Regions from separate parts of the Arachis hypogaea genome. Here region 1 is linked to region 2. A link is a contact called in public Hi-C data. All regions are on one chromosome and are shown on one strand. The core of a region is the stretch at or near the end of the contact, and the rest is flanking DNA. Distances in the headings are between cores, read along the strand shown. Region 1 overlaps LOC140179873 (a long non-coding RNA gene). Region 2 holds the start of LOC112697784 (E3 ubiquitin-protein ligase APD2).

What was found. Hi-C and Micro-C count contacts between places; a contact is called where the count stands out from the background.
Region 1: a Hi-C map of an unstated tissue shows a contact between it and region 2, with 2.4 times the contacts expected there. The contact joins the enhancer-like site here to the promoter of LOC112697784 in region 2. A contact is called at or near these places in 2 of 8 Hi-C or Micro-C datasets (leaf and an unstated tissue).

Annotation. Positions count from the first base shown.
Region 1 is chr16:148,663,371-148,666,527 of arahy.Tifrunner.gnm2.J5K5, forward strand. LOC140179873 (a long non-coding RNA gene) reads right to left here. Exons shown (of 3, transcript XR_011873706.1): 3 at 2,436-2,706. Among protein-coding and RNA genes, the nearest start is that of LOC140179873, 3.6 kb to the right of the region's middle. Within about 2 kb of position 1,276, at least 1 of the 3 cell types and tissues checked has open chromatin away from gene starts, as enhancers often do.
Region 2 is chr16:148,629,272-148,632,828 of arahy.Tifrunner.gnm2.J5K5, forward strand. It overlaps LOC112697784 (E3 ubiquitin-protein ligase APD2), which reads right to left and starts at 1,378. Exons shown (of 7, transcript XM_072219393.1): 1 at 1,117-1,378; 2 at 804-1,027; 3 at 1-209. The coding sequence starts at 1,228. LOC112805983 (pumilio homolog 12-like) reads right to left here. Exons shown (of 5, transcript XM_072220795.1): 4 at 2,980-3,279; 5 at 2,583-2,699. The coding sequence ends at 2,583.

The DNA.
Region 1 (3,157 bases), core at 26-2,525, 34 kb after region 2:
TAGTCTTATCTCATAAATATCAGAAAACATAACTCAGAGAAAGAGAAGAAGAATGATACCAACATGTATTTTGATTTAGTTGCCTTATGCAATGCAACTTATATCTAATCTCCACTACAATAGTAGTGGAATTTCCATTATAGTTGAAGTATTACATAAACCAATTTCACAGGATTGACACAATCCTTTCCTTCTCAAATTCTATCATAACTTGACTTGGTTATGCTAATACCTAACTCTCCACTCTAAGTGTTAACCTAACTTAAAAAGAAGTACTTCACAGGTACAAAATACAAGACATATAAAACAACCTAAAGAATTCTGAAATCACTCTAGACTTTTCACTCAAGTGTATCACCCAACTTTTTGTCACTCTTTGACTTTTTCTTAAACTCTCTCTCTCTTTCGTCATTTTTTCAACTCAAGAAATTATAGAAATATATACATTAAAATTGAAATTACAATCTATAAAATATGAAGAAGATTAATGTTTCAACAACCTCTGTTGCTATAAGATGAATCGGATTGAGCTATCACTAATTTGGGTTCTTCGTATTGGCGGAATGCTTCTTTCTCTAGAATGCACTGTCCAAAATGTTGAACTTTCTTAGGAAGCTCTCTTTGAAACTCAAACTCTGGTTCTTTCTCCTTGTCTTCAGAAAGATAAAAAATTTTCTTTTTGTATCTCTTACCATGTTGCTGAATTGCTTTCTTTCAAGTCAACTTCTCGAGATGTGTGCTTCCCCAAGCTTGTTATTTCACTTTCTTCAATTAACCTCAAAATTAGGAATTTCAAAGCTGATTCTTTTTGCTTGACCGAAGATATTTGAGTAGCACAGAGAAAATTGTTCAGTGGTAAACCCAAATTCGAACCATTAATAATGTGCTTTGCCTCCAAAAAACTTTGTGAATTGTTGATTTACAGCAGCAGAGATCAAAGACTTCTTTCTTCATTTAACCAAAAAATGGTATCGTAGAAAGTTGGAGAAGGAGTGAAGAAATTAACATGCATGCAAATGGAAATAAATCACCTTTTATCTTCTGACTTAGCTTAATATAGTTTGATTTTGGCGATTAGACATTTATTTTTTGCTTAACCCTTTCTTTTTCTTTCTTCTCTGGTGAAATGTACAAGAGGAACGAAGCTCTCTCTCTTTTTTTTGGTTCTTTTACTGAAGCAAATATGTAAACTTTGGCTTTGGAGATCTTCAGTTTGATGGAGTCTTCATGGGTTGGGATTGGATTTGTTTTATTTAGCCCAACTATTTTCTTTGCATTATTTTCTATGGGATTCATTGGTTATAAATACCCACCAGTAATGATTATGAATCCTTGTGTTTGGGCTTGTGTTTCTTTATATTTTTGGCTTGCAATATTAAATGAGACCATCAAAACTAATTAAGTATTTAACCCAATAAAATAACATATGTCATCGTCAAATTAAAATTAGTTATATACAATTATACATAACTCAATATATATATATATATATATATATTATTAAATTAGTTACTAAATTAATTATTATATATTTAAAATATATATTTTATATTTTAATATATATTATATACAAATAATTAATTTACTGACTAATTTTTTATATCTACATAGTATGATTGTATAAACATTAAAACAAAAATGACTTTAATGACATACAATATCATAATCACTATTATATATTTAACTTATATGTTAAAGATAATTATATATATTTGTCATTATTACTATATATTATTAATGATAATTATATATTTTTTGCGATAAAGTATAAAACGAATAATGTTTACTTAACGATAAATAAACTCACAACTCTTTTTATTATCGTTAAAAAAAAGTCGCTAAAAATGATTTTCTAGTACTAAGAAACCCATCATAAAATTCGTTGTTTGTTCATTCAAGCCACCATAATCAATTAGTTTTCATTTCGTATGATTCAATTATTCATAGAAAATATGCAATTTTTTTTTTTGAATACATCATTATAAGAACCTTTGGACTTGGAGGATCAATAATAGTATTGTTTTCTTCTATATCTTATCAGTAAAAGCTAAAGGAAAACCCTTTATTTTATTTTTTTATTATTTTTTATTTTTTTGCATAAGAAGCGAGTAGTCCAAACCCACAAAACAAGATGTTTACCTCCTATGCGCACAAAAAATAAAAGTAAAAATATTAAATAAGAAAAATACCAGCAATAATGATGGCTACTAAAATCAACTTTTCTTGTAATATTGAAAAAATAAGAATGGATAATAATAATGTAGATATTTTTCACCAAACATAAAAGCTAAGGGATGATGGCTAAACAGTTGAGCTCAATTTTAATTGAGTAATTCTCTCTTAGGTTATTGCTAAGAAATAGAAACATTGCTTGAGATCTTCTGCACCAAATTCTAAAAAAAAAAAATCTCACATAATAAAACAAGAAAATCATATATACAATTCATCATATATAACTTGTAAGGCATTAAAAGCGTTTCATATATAAACATATATACAAGCAATTCTCTAAGAGTTTAATATCATTACATAAACCACATATTATTTGGATGTAAAGTAATTAATAGTAATGATAATCATACAATAATATGCCTAATTATTAAGGAAGCAATAATTTGTGACCAATTCCACCGTGACTAGGACCAGAGAAGGCTCGAACAATCTTGAATCGCTGATGATGTGGTAGAAGAAGAAACCTTGATGATCCTTCCACATGGCATGATAATAAGATCAGCCAAAAGAAGAAGAAAATGGTAATCATCAAAACAAGGTTTGATGATGATGATAAAGAACAATAATAATAATAATAGTGGTGTATGTTGAAGAACAAGATCATCATAACATACACTACTTTTATCTTCTTATCAGATAAACAAACTACCCTTGTGTAGTTGTGTTGGTATATATATATATGGAATTATTAATTAAATTCTAGTTGATTCTTAAGGGATTTAACTTTGCTAACAAACTTCTTTAAGAGAATAACGTAGGAATCAAGAAAATAAAGTTTAGATGGAAATTTATTTTATTTTACTTTTAAATATAGTCAACAATGTATTTAAAATTATAACTATTTATGTGCTACCTATCAATTTAAATTTTTAAGAGACATGATTTCGTGATGTGGTATTAAAATTTGTATGATCGAAAGATTTAG
Region 2 (3,557 bases), core at 128-2,627:
CTCCTTTCTCCTATGATCACAACAATAAAACTTACATGAAACAAAAGAAATAATATTAATCTCTTAATTAAGAGGAAAAAAAAGCACTTTGAAATTTCATCTGATATATAACCTTTAATCACCATCCCTTCAAGCTGATTCCTGCTACTTGCTTGTGCTTCCCACCTCATACGAATTCTAGAACCCTTATTTAACCACAAAGAAAATCCCTAAAAATGAAGAATTAAACATTATATTAATCAGTTAATTTTATTCTTAACAAATATTTAACTTAGCATAATATCCATAGATTCAAATTTAATATCTTCTTAGTATAAAAATTATTTACGCAATTATATAAACATGTATTGACATATCAGTAAAAAAATTCGACTTTTTATACTATAAAGTAAAATCTTAAATATGACAATATATAGCGACACAATTTACCTCGCTATATCAGTAAAAAAAATTTTAAATTTTTGTATTACAAAATAAAGGGTAGTGCTAGGAAGCCAATGACCTATGTGTACCAGGGATAATTAACATCTCATGTCATAAAATCACTCATCCTAAAAACTTAAGTTAATTTTGGAATTTACCAAGAATCGAACCCTTGACCTTTCGGATCTAGAACTTTAATACCATGTCATGAACCCACTCATCCCAAAAGCGTAACCTGATAGGACAATGTAACACTAATGATCATATCTCTAATACTTCCTAAACTTTCATTGTACACATTGTACGCTTAGACCATTGACTCCCTATACTTTTCCCAAAATAAAATCTTAAATATGACAACATATAGCGACGCAATTTACCTTGCGAGTATTTCTGGGAACAACTAAGAATCTTGAAGTGGTCCAATTTGTTTGGGAAATTAACTCAGGCTTCTGATTAAAGGCATAAAGAACAAGATTGTTGTGATCATTTCTCACTTCAACTTTCTCCACAAGAATTGAACTTGTCTTCATCAAACGCGATGAACTCGGACCAAGAACCAAGCGAGAATTACCATAATACCCATATTGGATACTTGCCAAAACTGCATAAAAAAAAGAAAAGAATGTTTACATAACATGAAAGGATCCTGATTCGTCTCGAATATTAAAATTCGATGAAAATTTTACATGCCACAAAACCAAACGACTAAAGGAACAAGCATGCATGCCAAAGTTTGTTGCCATCTTTGAGAGTAGCCATGGTTTGAAGTGGAAAGAGACATCATCAACGGTGTTCTGTGCATGGCTTAATTAATTAATTAAAAGAAGAGAAAAATTGATGGATAGAGTATGATGAAGTAAAAGAAGAGACGAATTGAAGAAGAAATGTATGATTTTCCATAGTGTAGTTGCTATTGGTTCATCTAATGGTCAACGCAATGCAATAGTCAAAGGTTTGGTTAGTTAGGGAATATTTGAATGGTAAGTATATTATGTGACTGGTATTTGACGACAAAGCTATAATAATTCATCTACAATTTTATTCTATGCATACACAATACTAAAACATAAACACAAAATTAGGATATAGCTGGAAATATTTTTTGTTAAAAACAAAAAAGAAAAGAAAAGTGTATGGGTGTGATTCACTTTTCTATCTAATCATTATATATGGATTTAGTTTATAATGGGCGTTTCACTATCTAGATGAGGATATAGAAATAAAAATGTTTGATAAACACAAAAAACACTATTAAAAAAATTAAGCAGGTGTTCCGGTGTAGTTGATCTCCCTTGAGTATAAGTTGTCCAGTTTAAATCACATTTAAATAAAATTTTTATGATAATATAATTATAAAAACTCGCCCAGTCCCTACATTTAATAAAAATAATGTGCCCAATAATTAAATTAATATTCACAACACACCCAATTCAACTTCTGAGTAAATTTTGAGTCCCTTAAATTTAAAATTATGCATATTGATTTTTGAAGTTAAGTTCTAACACCATATTAGTCCCTAAACTCCTTTTAAATTAATAAATTAAGTGTTGAATTGATTCTAACTTGTCACGCTTTACACATGGCTAAACAGTGTCGTTTCGTTTTGATACTTAAACAAGACAAAAATAAAAAGAGGAATAAGAGTTTATATGATGTACAAATCATTATATCTCCTTTTATTTTCTAAAATAATCTCGTTTTTACCTTATTTAAGAGTTAAAACAAAAATATGTTATTTAGCCATATATCTAGCATGGTAAGTCAAATATAGCTCAGCATTTCATTCGTTGACTCAACGCTGAAAATGATCTAAAGACCAATATGATGCTTAGAGCTGGATTTCGAAAACTAATATAGTAAAATTTTGAATATGAGAAACTAAAATAGTAAAAGTCGTAAATCTCAATGGCAATTAAGGAGATTTAATCCCATCTCATCATATATAATAAAAGGATCCTTTTGTATAGTCAAACCTCTACATACAATTAATTTCATGCAGCAAATTCTTCTCTCCGCAACAGAGTGAAGCCAAAAAAATTGGAGGAAAATACTTGAAACTAGGAAGAAAATAACACAACAAATAAAGAGGTGCAGCTCCTAAGAGTTATGTGTGATATTACAGAGTTTACACATTAAAACATAGTCATTTATGTCTACTAAACGTGACATAGGAATTTCCTCAATCGACCAAGTAGTTTCTTGCCATAATGGTTGCTACGCATCATTGGAGAATGTTGTTTAATCACCTTAAGCAGTTCCTCTCGTGTGCCACCCTGCTTAATTGTGCACAAATATATTTAAAAAAAATGTAATCATAGCGCATATCATACTACTAGAAGCACATTTTTTCAAATCTTAGTGGATTCAATGTTTATTAAAGGTTTATGCAAATTTTTTTTATGGTAGAAGCTCTCGACCACAAAAGTAGAAGGTTTATAGCACAAAGTACTTATCAAGTAACAAACAGACAAATATATTTCAACATGAACATATTTTCATGGACTATTAAATAAAATAAAGATTGTGTAATGTAAGAAAAATGCTGGCACTGACCTTGGAAACTATGATTGCAGAACTGATGACAAAATTAGCATATGGATCCACAAGAAGCATTGAGACATTTGGATAATGTAGCAACTCTAAGATAATGCTCCTTGAATGGCTTTCCCCTGAATCTTGGAAGAACTTCTCCACAACGTTGCTACCATACTTGTTGCATGACATTGACACAAACTTGCCTTCTAGCTGTTTCATCAGACTCTTTGTCACTCTTGCTATTTTCAGTGACACTAAATGTTGCACCACATAGTTCCTGATTCCATATATATGCAAGAGATGTGTAGGAAGTAAGAACTTTGAAAGAGAATTTGGAGAGTTAAAAATTTGAATTTGGATTCAATTTGACTCTTAAAATTTTAACGGACTCAAATTGGATCCCGAAAATTAAAATTGTAACTTGAACTAATCTCTGACGACGTATTGATTTGGTACAATAACTTGTTATGATTTGGATTCCTCAACTAGGTTCCATGTGATCAAGATTTATTAGAACTCTAAAAGCTTGATTGTTGTTCCCCGAGCCGAAGAATTTTCAAATTGAACTTGTTATTATGGTTTTCGTGAGGATGTTG